2 separate regions of the Danio rerio genome follow, and region 2 is linked to region 1. A link is a contact called in public Micro-C data. All regions are on one chromosome and are shown on one strand. Each heading gives the region's core, a stretch centred on a gene start, on an enhancer-like site or on the middle of the called end of the contact. The rest is flanking DNA. Distances are from core to core; before and after follow the strand shown.

Evidence for each region. Hi-C and Micro-C count contacts between places; a contact is called where the count stands out from the background.
Region 2: a contact with region 1 is called in a Micro-C map of caudal fin, with 12 times the contacts expected there. The contact joins the promoter of epb41l5 here to the promoter of zgc:162780 in region 1. A contact is called at or near these places in 2 of 18 Hi-C or Micro-C datasets (caudal fin and an unstated tissue) and 2 of 4 datasets of contacts at active chromatin or transcription factors (caudal fin and embryo).

The regions. Positions count from the first base shown.
Region 1 is chr9:30,362,662-30,368,878 of GRCz12tu, forward strand. It overlaps zgc:162780, which reads left to right and starts at 2,580. Exons shown (of 6, transcript NM_001044784.1): 1 at 2,580-2,770; 2 at 2,875-3,035; 3 at 4,201-4,414; 4 at 4,931-5,034; 5 at 5,506-5,643; 6 at 5,757-5,964. The coding sequence starts at 2,660. The coding sequence ends at 5,853. zgc:162396 reads left to right here. Exons shown (of 6, transcript NM_001044782.2): 5 at 315-452; 6 at 600-958. The coding sequence ends at 690.
Region 2 is chr9:30,606,022-30,612,321 of GRCz12tu, forward strand. It overlaps epb41l5 (erythrocyte membrane protein band 4.1 like 5), which reads right to left and starts at 4,981. Exons shown (of 26, transcript NM_200089.2): 1 at 4,847-4,981; 2 at 3,514-3,718. The coding sequence starts at 3,693.

The DNA.
Region 1 (6,217 bases), core at 1,330-3,829:
GTACAGAAATATGCTTGTCACATTTAATTTTCTATAGATTTATTTGAGTATGTGTTGTATTTAATCATTAACAAATTACATTTCACACATTTTGTTTTAACCCTTTAAGTTGCTGTCCAACAGACAGCTCCTATTCTATTGCTTATTTATTTATTCTTGGTCTAAACCTGAATTTATCTTAACAAACTACATATCACCTGCATCTATCAAATCTCATTTTCAAGTCTGGAGACAAAAAGTGGGTTGACCATTAAATAATCTTTGATAAAAAATGAGTCTAATATTTTTAATTATATTCTATTGTGTCATTTAAGGATTGAAACTATTCCCATAAAGGAACAGCTGAGCGTCAAGAACATACTTGGCTTTTTTCAGACGTTTTCCATGTACCAAGCATATCTAAGAGCCAATCCAAAGGCTGCAACTGCACTGTTGGAGAAAACAGCATCACGGTAATTACATTTTCTTTTACTGGCATGCAACAGTGGTGGATTGGAACAAAAATATATATAACAAGTGTCTTCTTGAGAAGACGTTGGGTTAGGATCATGTGTATATTATACACAATATTGATCTGTTTATGACTTACTCTGTTTCAGAATTCTGGAAGAGATAAAAGCAACTTCAACAGATGCTAAAGTTGACTTTATGTGGGAGTATTACTGTGTGCTTGCATGTAAACCTGAGTGATACATGATTCAAATCACATGATACACCTCTCTTTTACTGTAATTACAGGTGTTCAGCCACTGTGGTTAAGAATGTTTAATTTTGCTTTGTTAATCAAGTTAGCAAATTTGTGAGTGAACAAAGCCTGTATTTTTCATGATTTCACATTAAAAATTCAGATTACAACCACTGAGTATTTGCACTATCCTAATGTTCATTCAAAATCATTTACTGTACAGAATACTTACATTAATTGTAATGTAGGCTAAACAATAAAATCTGTTTTTCTTATTTTCTTCTGGTTGTGTTGTTTGTTCATATGAAGTTTTATAATTGTTCCTACACAAATGTTTACTCCTTCTACACAACCTGACAAAGGTTATTGTCGCCTATCCAAGTTTTAGGAACAACAAAAAAAACTTAACTTCTGGTTGATCATTTGGTATCAGAAGCTTATATGAAAGGCAAAAACCTCTATATTGTGCTTATTTTAACTAAATAAAATTTGATCATGGCTTGATTTTTAATTATTTAATTAAGAGAGTAAGGTCTGACTTTGCTTAGACAAAAGTCTTGTCACTTAACATAAAGGATGTACAGTATAGAACATAAAGTCATGGTGCAGTGAAAAAAGAATTAATATTGTGTATGACTCACATGAGCTTGGATGACTGCATCCATACATCTCTGCAATGACTCAATTAACTTATTAATTAGAGTCTTCTGAAATGGCTAAGAAAGCGTTCTTGCAGGACTCCAGAGTTCATCAAGATTCTTTAGATTCATCTTCAATGCCTCCTCCATCTTACCCCAGACATGCTTGATAATATTCAACTCTGGTGACTGTGCTGGCCAACCCTGGAGCACCCTGACCTTCTTTGCTTTCAGGAACTTTAATGTGGGGGCTGAAATATAAGAATGTGTGCTATCTTTCTCAGGAATTTGCCCTCTCCTGTGGTTTGTAATGTAATAGGCAACACAAATGTCTTGATATCTCAGGCTGTTGATGTTGCCATCCAGTCTGCAGATCTCTTGCACACCCCTATACTGAATGTAACACCAAACCATTTTTCCTTCAAACTTGACTGATTTCTGTGAGCATCTTGGGTCCATGCGGGTTCCAGTAGGTCTTTTGCAGTATTTGAACTGATGATTGGAACACAGTTCAAACAATTTGTTGGAAAAATCTACCTTCCACTTTTCCAAATGATCAAATAGAAGTCAAGTTATTATTTGTTGCTCTTACAACTGGGATCGACGACAAGACTTTTGTCAGGTTGTATAGGCTTTGTTAAAATGTGAATAAATACCTCATATCTATTTCTACAAAATTTAACATGATCAAACATTCAAATATGACTTTTTTATTACTGTTATATAAAAAAATGATTTATGTGTGAACATTGTACACAGATTTTGAATGCGTTAAGCAATATTAACATATCTGTTGTTTTTAAATTCTTATTTGTTGTTTTCTTAGCCTGCCTACTTTACTTTCACAGGAGATCTAACAATTAAAACTAAATGTAGGTGGCTATCAAAATGATTTTGGGGTAACCTGAGTATAAAGAACAAAAAAAAAAAATTCATTCGCTCATATCAATGTGAAAATTTTACTTTATCCTCCCAGCAGGCATCTGGTTTGCATGGAAACCTTTAATCTTTTTCCAGTTATTTCTCGGGAGAAGTTGATTAAATCTGAAAGGACTTTTACTCTTGTCCTCCACTGTGAATATGAGGGGAAAAGTGGGTGTATGTGGGTGTATGTGAGGCACAAGTCCTCATTAGCAAACTGAGCATGTTACTTTTGCCTCAAAGGAATGTTTTAAAAAGCTTTGCACAAATGTCTCTCAATGAGGAAAAAAATAAGCAAAGCCTAAAACTTGAAATGGCTCCTCCCCTCGTGTCCTACTTTCCTTGTCCTTTTGTGTGCTGACAGCTCAGTTCCCTTCAGTTTTCTCACTCAAAGGAGACTGTACATCTGTCCAAAATGGCTGTGCGATTATTTGAAGGCAAAGAACATGCAAACTCATACTGGAAGTATCGCATTTCACCCTCAGAAGAGCTCATTGGCAAAGTTCTGCAATTTCACAGGAATAATGTAAGATTTTTGTAATGACTGTTTTTTCATTAATTTATGATCCATTCAATGTTATTTAGCTTACATTTGAAGCACTGCTTTATCTTCTTCTTCTTTATCTCCAGGAATATTCATCTAATGGCCTGGCAGTAGATGTTGGCTGCGGGTCAGGACAGGGAACGTTGCTCTTGGCACCACATTTTACACGTGTGGTTGGGACAGATATTAGTCCAGCTCAGCTGGAAATGGGAAGGAAACATGTTAACATTCCAAACGTTTCTTTCAGGTATGCAAACATGAAGTAGTTGATTATTGCTGTAATCTCTTGTTGCCGTTTACTGCCAGACGTCCAAAGGAAAACCAAAATAGTGCGATCGCCCCCTGGTGCTTGGCTACAGTAAATGTCGTGAACTCTGACCTCATAAATTGGAACATGAGCCCAAAGATTAAATGTACATATTTCACATCTATCTTATACCGACATAAGTTTGCCTTAGTTTTAATTATGCTCTTTAATATTGCTCCAGTTTATGAACATTATTTTTCATTTTCTTTATAATGTACTGTGGTTGTATATTTTCACTTTTCACATAATAATAATGATAAAAAAAACTTACCTTAGTAAAGCAAAAGTAAGCAGATTGTAGTCTATATGATTTACCTTATTAGTCAGACCATACATGGTCATTTTCACAAAAAACTTTTCTTTTAAACAATTTGGCTACAGCTTGACTAAAGGAGTGACGAGTGTTAATCTGAGACTCATAAACTACGTTCATGGTCTGTTCATGATGGATTATGTACCATGTTTTTGTAAAAATAGATCTTACCTATTTTTATCCCTGCTAATGTATCATATCAAGTAGACAAATTAATTTGAAATTGTTGTTGTTTATTTAAATGCATTTCATTCATTTATTCTTTTAGCAGATATAGACTATTTTTATAAAATATTTATTTAACCAATATGCATGTCCAGCCTCCAGCGTGTATTTCATCAAGTTCAAATGTTTCATATTTTACTCAAAAATATTCACATTTTTGCATATTTTATGTATGCAACTTTTCAGGTAGTTTGTATTTGTACATTTTTATGTAGGTTGTATATGCATTTTATTTTAAATCATTTGAATATTTATGTAACAAAACATTAAAATAATAGTTGTAATGTATATGTAGTTATATTTATTTATGTGTTGCTTGAATCTTTTATTTTAAAAAAAATATTTATTTACAGCAATAAGAGTAATTTTATCAAACAACTCTGGCACTTTTAGTCAAAAGTTAACATTAGATGTCTTAACAATTGCAACATAGAAATATTTAAGTTGTTGTATTTATTTATTTAGTGGTAATATATTTATTTAATGCATGACGATAGTGCTGGTTTGTTTAAGTTAGTTTCACCTATATACTATGCATGCTACTGTTTTCACTTATTTGACTCAAAGGGAGAGTCCAGCTGAAGAACTGCCCTTTGAAGATGGCTCTGTAGATCTTGTGACGGCCATGTCTGCGTTCCACTGGTTTGACCATTCACGTTTTCTTCAGGAGGCCGACAGAGTGCTCAAACCTCATGGCTGCCTCGCACTTCTCAACTACACACTGGACATGGAGCTAACTTATGGAAACTGTTCAGAAGCATTAAACCTCATTTGTAATGAGGTGAGAGTCATATATTTCTCACAATGATTGCCAACTGTCTGAACATTTGTCTGTGCAACAATGAGAACGTTTTGAAATCATCTTATATAGCTCACATGACCTGTACTTTATGAGCGACTGAAATGTTATCTAATCTTTTATTAGATTATACTAATTAATCATTTGCTCAACAAGCATTTTATAAGACACATAGTTCAAAGATCACAATAACATTTTATGCATGCAGGTGTTTCTAGCTTCATGAAGCATATAATAATTTACCTGGACTCTCAACACAGTAATAACCAATTCAGTATGAGTCAGTGCTTTCAAAATGAAGAACAAAACATGCTGTCTGAGCTACGGATTTATTCTGGTGCCTTGAATCATTGTCATGCTTTGTGACTCATGGGTGCCCTAATGTGCATCTCCTGCTTCAACCTGCAATTCACTTGTAAGAAAAAAACAGTGATCCATGCTACATGCTGTACTGTATATGATTCACCGTGTACTTATGTTATATTTGTCACATTGCAGTTTTATGCAGCTCTGCATCCTTTACGGGATCCTCATCTGGGTCCCAGCTCTTTTGAACTGTACAAAAGAACATATGACTCTCTGCAGTACCCAGTCAAAGAATGGTAATGTATTATAACAACATATTAACTTTGCAGTTAGTTGGTGAAGATGGTTTAAAGTGCAGTTAGGTTTGTTAAACTATAAAGTAGAAGCAGTGTTGTGATGTTATGATATTTAAAAGGTTGCTTGTTGGACCTTTAGTGTCTTATTTGCTTTATCAAATGGATGTCACAAAATAAAAATATTACAGATGAAATGTTTTTCATTTAAATATAATGAAGCCAAAAAAATATATATGTTAGATTAGTTGTAGACTGTTAGAAAAGTAAAATTAAGTGTCGTCGAACATTAAGCAGATAGTCTCCCGACAATCAAATGACAGTTAGTTGACATGGAGTTGACATGGATGATCTAAAGAGGACCATCAAAAGTGCTACCAAAATTTCAGTGCTGTTACTTCACTGTGAATAATAATATGGCTGGAATGTTTTAACAAAAAGTTGAAGCTAGACTTAAACAATTCTTGTCTACAGGCATGATATGTTTGGGGTGAAGAAGGCAGTCCCTCTCTCTGGCTACATTGGCATGGTGAAGTCTTTCTCCACATTTCAGACACTCCTAAAAAAAGATCCAGAAGAGGCCAGACGGCTCTCGCAGGACATTGAAGATAGGTATTAGAGTCTTTCCACAGCTCTTTATTTTTTGGTTTCTGTAATATATTATATAAGTGTTTTACACAATCTCTCTCTCTTTTATTTCCTCAAACTGTCTTTTTCCTGTAAAGACTGAAGCGTGCGATGGACGTGACATCCTCAGAGACAGAAGTTATCATGGGAGTTAAATACTTTTATTTTCTGGCACAAAAGCCTGCAAATGATTGATGCCTCATTTACTGTAGATGAACAGACCTTAGTATTAATCATACATTAATTCCTGATGTGATTGACTCACTAATTTCCATAACATTACGTTTTGTAACCTTCAAATTAAAGCAATAAATTATCTTCAGCAAGTACTGCAATTGTTTTGTTATGGTAGCATCTGTAAAAAAAAATGTAATCTTGTGTGTTACGACTAACTGTTTATTCTTCGCACACACCACACATTGAATTCTAATCATCATCTTTGAAAATTCACATTCACAACACATTCTTTATAGGTTTATAATTGTAGTTTTAGTTTTATTAAAAAGCTAGATTTTAAAATTGATTTTGAATGAATCAATAGACCCAGATAAAATGGTCC
Region 2 (6,300 bases), core at 3,731-6,230, 250 kb after region 1:
TTTATATTCACACCCATCATTTCTAACGTCTAGCTAAAGAAGCAAACCAACCAACCGATGGACTTTGAAGAGGGTTTACACTAGGGTTGGGCATCTAAGCTATAATGCCGATCCGATACACATCTCGATACAAAGAATATGATCCGATATATTAGCGATACATTTGTGACATATTGCGATGCAACACAATACGATTCACACCCATATCATGATACAATGCGATAATTCAGCACTAACTAATTAGATCAAGTTTATGAGATTATGTGAAAGAGGATGCTGTGCCATTGAATGAGTTTGATTATTTATTAACAAAGCAAAACCAAGACTTTTTTTTACAAACTGGCTCTTCTCTCAGAGCCAGAGTGTCAGTTTACAGTAGAGGGCCATTTTAGAACATATTACACGTATTATTTAAGTATTTTCAAGATAAACAGAATGTATAAGTGCAATATATATATATATATATATATATATATATATATATATATATATATATATATATATATATATATATATATATATATATATATTTGCACTCTTTCAACATAAAGGTTTACCATTGCACAACAAGAATTGTGATATAACTTTTCAACTATGAAAACAAGTTTTACAAAGATATTTTGACACTGAATATTCAAAACTTAAGGTGGTGAACTAGCAGTGTTATACTGCTTTGAAACATCACTGTCACTGTAAACAACAGGCTAATAAAAATATAAATAAATAAAAATTAACAGGAGGAGGTGTTTAAAACCTTCGTTCTCCGTGACACTAGGCTGAATGTCTTTGCAGATGAACAATGCAGCAACATCCGTTATTGGCGTAGAGCGCACAAAACTGTTGCGCATGGAAAAAAACTTGCAATGCTTTTCTCACCACTTTTGGAGCTGGTAGCTACAGTTGAAGCAGTGCACGAAGCCGGGGATGCAGAAACACTGGAAGATGCTTCCACAACAACACCGAGGCGCCGCTTCAAGTGAGATTTCAGATTAGTCGTACTGCCTGTGTATTTTACAGATGCGCGGCACATTTTGCAAATTGCATCTGTCCTGTCAAGTCGTTCATCCTTAAATCCATAATGTTGCCATACTTTAGATTTAGAACTCAGTGGGGAATAAAAAGTTTGTTTTGCTTCTCGCGCTTTCTGAGGGCGCACCACTAGCTTCATCCGCACACCTGATATACTGAGTTGTAGTGTAAGTGTACACATCCGCAAGTCCGTTGCTTAAGGCATACTTTATGTATGTACTTTATGTAATTTATGTGCCAAAAACAGGTAGACAACACTTGTTAATAAATAAAAAATACATTCTATATTAAAAATATAAGTTGTATCTTGGAAAAACCGATGCATCTCGCAAAAACCGATGCATCTCGATTTGCTTCCAAAATTTCATTCATCCTTTGCTGCTCTACCGATGCACTCGCATCGGCAACAACATTCACTGATGTAATACTGATCCCAAAAAATGGGATTTTGGGGGAAATTTAAATGCATCAGTGACAGTGAGGGATTACAACATGTAATGGTCAAAAAATGCTCAACTTGAAACATTCTGTTAATGTTTATGTCATGCAAACGACTCTAATTCTTACAATTTCACACTGTTGATCACAAAAGACAAAGAGACGCTCATTTTATTATGGTTACTACTTAAATTAAAAAATAACAAACAAATGTATTTTTTTATGGATTATACTTTATATAAATTAATGAATAACTGCAATTTATTTGTTTATTTGTTTGACAAGTAACTGTCAGGACACAAGTTATGTTGACAGGCCGATTGAATGTTGTGAGCTTTAACTCTGGAAAGTACATGGCCAAAATTCTTACAATAAAAATCATTAAGACTTCTGCAAAGCTCTATAAAACTAAGATTGCCTAGTGTAAATCTCTGTAGTGTAGTTTTAATTGTGGGAAAAATATTTCATGCATCAATCATGACATTATCATGACATATCATATGATGTATGATGACAATCATGACATATCATCATAACATTCGAAAAAAATAAAAAGTGTATGTACAGCTAATAAAATGAAGCTAATTTAAGCACATTACTTACATTATCAAATATTATGCAAGTTGTTTAGTGCTTTTAATTATTAAAGAGTTTACAGCAAAAAGAAATGCAAATTATGACCAAATCATTTTCAGAATTATGTGAAAAGACCCTTTACTAGACACAAAAGGACAAAACGCTTGTAAAAATGAATTGTGTAGCTTAAGAACTATAAACTTATAACTACTTAAGAACTATAAACTATAAACCCACTGGCAGGAAAAAAAACGGCAAAAAGAAAAGAAAGAATTAAAAACATTGTGTCCTCCCTTCACATGCAAAGATGGTGTTTGTATTAAAGCCATGGCAGCAAAACACAGGCTGTTTAATGGTACAAATTAGGGCTGCACAATATAATTTCAGCATCGATATCGCAATGTGCACATCCACAAGTCACATCGCAGGATCTGCAACGTAAAATCAGGATCACAGTTGAGTAGGAGTTAAAAAAAAAAAACACACACACACGATTGTCGGGTAATTGCAAAGTTTACCCATAAACCCAAAAAGTAAAGTATTGATGGCTGGATACTTTACTTGAAAGCTCAGATGCGATTTTCATAGTTAGCTTTGTTTACAGAGTTTAAAATTTACTGTATCATTATTGTTGACATCTTAAAGTTTGCTTTGTTCAGCGTTCACACTTTACCATTGCACACACATTGTAACATTACAATTATCAAGTTTGAGACTCTCTTTAAACACTTATGTGTTAAAGTTGTGTAATGTAGATAAACTAGTAATGTTGTAAATTAAAGTAGTAATGTTGGTCAATTAAAATAAGGTGGTTATATTAAAAGAAAGTTAATTTAAAAAATCATAATATTCCTAAATGTACTGTAAAAATGCAATAATGATTGATACCAAATGATATGAAACATGATATCGTGATATTTTGTTTGCAGTATTTTCCGGCCCTAGGTGCAGCCCTAGTACAACTTAGACTGAGGTTGTAAAATGGTAAAGAAATAAATAATAATGTACATGTGTTATAGCAAAAACAGGTTTCATTTGAATGTCTGACTCATATGTTTTGATCATGACAGCTTCTTATGATTTCCCAATCTGATCAGTTTAAGTCAAGGTAGTTAAAATTGACAAAGCCTTTTCAAACTGAGCAAGTTACATATGCCAATTAATTACACCTCTAGTCACCACCACTCACTCACTCACTGCATGCTCAGGTTTTCTCCCAGGATTATGTAATAAGAACACAATGGAGAGCATTCTCTCTGCCCTAATAGAGTATCCATGTGACTCGGTAGGCAAGGACAAGTTTCTGTCCGAGCACAGGCTGAAAGCTGATGTCTGGGATTCAGCCTTGAACTTCAGTTGAGATCATCTTTGTGAAACGCATTTAGATTTTTTTCACAATTCAACCACAACAACAACTGACAAGACGCTGAACAAGCAGATTTGGTTATGAAGAAAGTTTATTCAACTCACCGGCAGGTCAACACTGACATCTGTGCCGTCTAACAAAGACACTCGACAGGTGATGATGGACTTGGCATCTCCAGCAGCTGGGATGTGTGTTGTGGCTCGCTGGGCTTCCCTGAGTCGAGCTTTCTCAGCATGTTTGCGGATGGACCGCCTGCCCAGAGTCCGGCGTAGGAAGCTCAACATGTTTAGGAAGATCTGTTAGTCCAGTCTGAAACAAAGATCATATCCATATCCATTTAAATGGATAGTATAACTTAAAGCGAAAGTGATGTTGTCATTTTCTCACCCCTAAACTGTTTAAATTTCTTTTTATGTTAAACAAAAAAGATTTTATTTTGAAGAATGTTTGAAACTGGTTGTCATTGACTTTCATAGCTTTTTCCCTCCACACTACTGTCAATGGCCCAAGTTTAAAAAAAATTCTTCAGAATGAAGGCCTTTGTGTTCAACAGAAAAAAATAAACTCCTAATAGTCTTGAAGAACATTTTCACCTTGAGGTAAACTACTCCTTTAACTAGTTTATTTGTGCTGTCTTGCCATATAGTCATGTCATAATAAAAGCACAGACTGGCACCTTTTTTGAACATTTACCTAAGTTTTTGTTAAACAATTCTAGCTACTATTATGTAAATGACATCTGAAATAAGACAAGAAAAACAAGAAAAAACATCAGTCAAAGTCAAAACATGAATGTCCTCCTAACAACATTTTGGTCCAAATTCTATAAAACAATTTTATGCGGGAAAAATTGTCTAAATCTATAACTATTAATATAGTTTAACAAACTGCAACGTTAATATTTAAGAAAGTTACCTTTATGTTTTCTTTCTGCTTAAATAAGTTAACTTACTATGACGTGTTACTGTACTACGCCTCAGGTAAACATGTAACGTTAGCGTTTCGTTGTGTTTTGTTGCAAATTATTGTTAACAAGTTATATTAATTGAAAATACATCAAATCAATAAACAAAAAACGGCAAATAATCTGAAAACATCGTACAAAAGTCATAACGCTGTTGTCAGGCGTGAACGCGCAAAATCTAAACGGTTTCATTCTTCTCACGATCACGCGCTTACTGACTGAACTCCACTGACACCTGTTAGCTCAAGAATAAACTACGTATAACTTATATTCAATGGCGGAGCAATACATCGGGTAGTTATTTAATGATACGAGGAGCCAGAAATCATAATACAACCACGACCAGAGATAAATCAAATTTTGTCCCGAGATAAAGCGCGTCCACCTCAGTGATGACCGACTCGAGCCGTCCTCGCGCGCACTGTGCGAATCCACTTGTTGATCTTCAGCCCAGAGACAAAAGCGACACTCACTGCAGATTGACGAATATCCCGCCGGTCAAACGCTCCTCAAGCAGCGGCTTTTGTCAGTAAAACACTTTGTGTTTAGAAATCTCCATCTTCTACGCCGCAGCGTGCTTCAGTCGCCGTATTTTTGTTTGAGACGAGTGTAACAGATATTCTCCCTGTCCGAAAGATAGTGGGGTGGCTGTTTTCCCTCAGGAAATGACGTCACGTAAATCCCCAAAAGTGGATTTACATTTAAAGGGCCGGTGCGAGGTGAGAATGGACTGGATGCTTTCAATGCTTACATTAAGTACGTTCTTACAACGAAATGTAAGAAAATAAATAAATAGTGTGTGTTTTTTTTAAACTGTAATCACCCAAGGCGTGTATGTCTGAAAGGCCAAATAAAAAAAGTTACCAAATAAATATCATGAAGAATCCAGTTTGACATCTCAATCCAGTTTCATAGACAGTAAATACAAAATGAGTGACAGAAATCAAAATAAACTTCTGAACGCAATCTTAATGAAATGGTAATGGAGCAATTCCATGCAAATGTCAACCTTGCCATGAAATGAATTAAGTTTTCTAAAATATTGAAACCCTTTCAGTTTTTTATGAAAGCAAGTATTTCACAGTACTTTAGAAATACTCAAAAATGTTTCTGTCAGTGTTTTCGAGCTATTATATTTGATTTATCAAAGTCACACAAGTGCCAATTTCACATGATCCGACACATCCATAACGGAGAGAAGTCATCCATGACACTTTTTTTCCTCATATATGTAAAATATTAAATAAAATCAATCATGTTTTTTCTACAGAGAACCAACTCTTATCCTTTTGATTGTCAGTATCACTTTTGGCTTGTGCAGTTCAATTCACAGAAATTTTATGTTGTATACTGCAAACTTTTTTTGGTCACATCCACAACGCATGTTTATTTTCCTTATTTAAAGAACATGTTTACAGATTGATATTTTTCTGATCTTATAACTCTGTGGTCAGTTGTTCTGGAAAATATAAACAAATTGTTCAATATAATGTTAACATATACTTTTTATGTGAACTGACGTTTTGAGTTTTTACTGCAAATGTCACATTCATAATGCTGGAGTTGCTCAATGGATGACCAAATTAACACACTATGGTATTTATTTGCATTACCAATTCTACCTTCTTTGATGTTGTTAGTGATATAAGAAATTAATCATTCAGAATCATGTCAATTTTATAACTAAGTATTATAACATTTAAATATTGAATGTAGGTATTGATTAGTCTCAAAAGCTTAAACCAGTTTGAAAATGTTTACTTAAAATCAACAAACCCTAAAACTAAAATATAATTTGCAGGCATTTCAAAATGAAAAAAACTTTTAACAGCAAATGGTTGTTGTATGTATATTTAAAACATGTCAAATAATAAAAAAGCAAGTGTAAATCTAAACTCAAGACTCAACTAAACAAATAAACAAACTT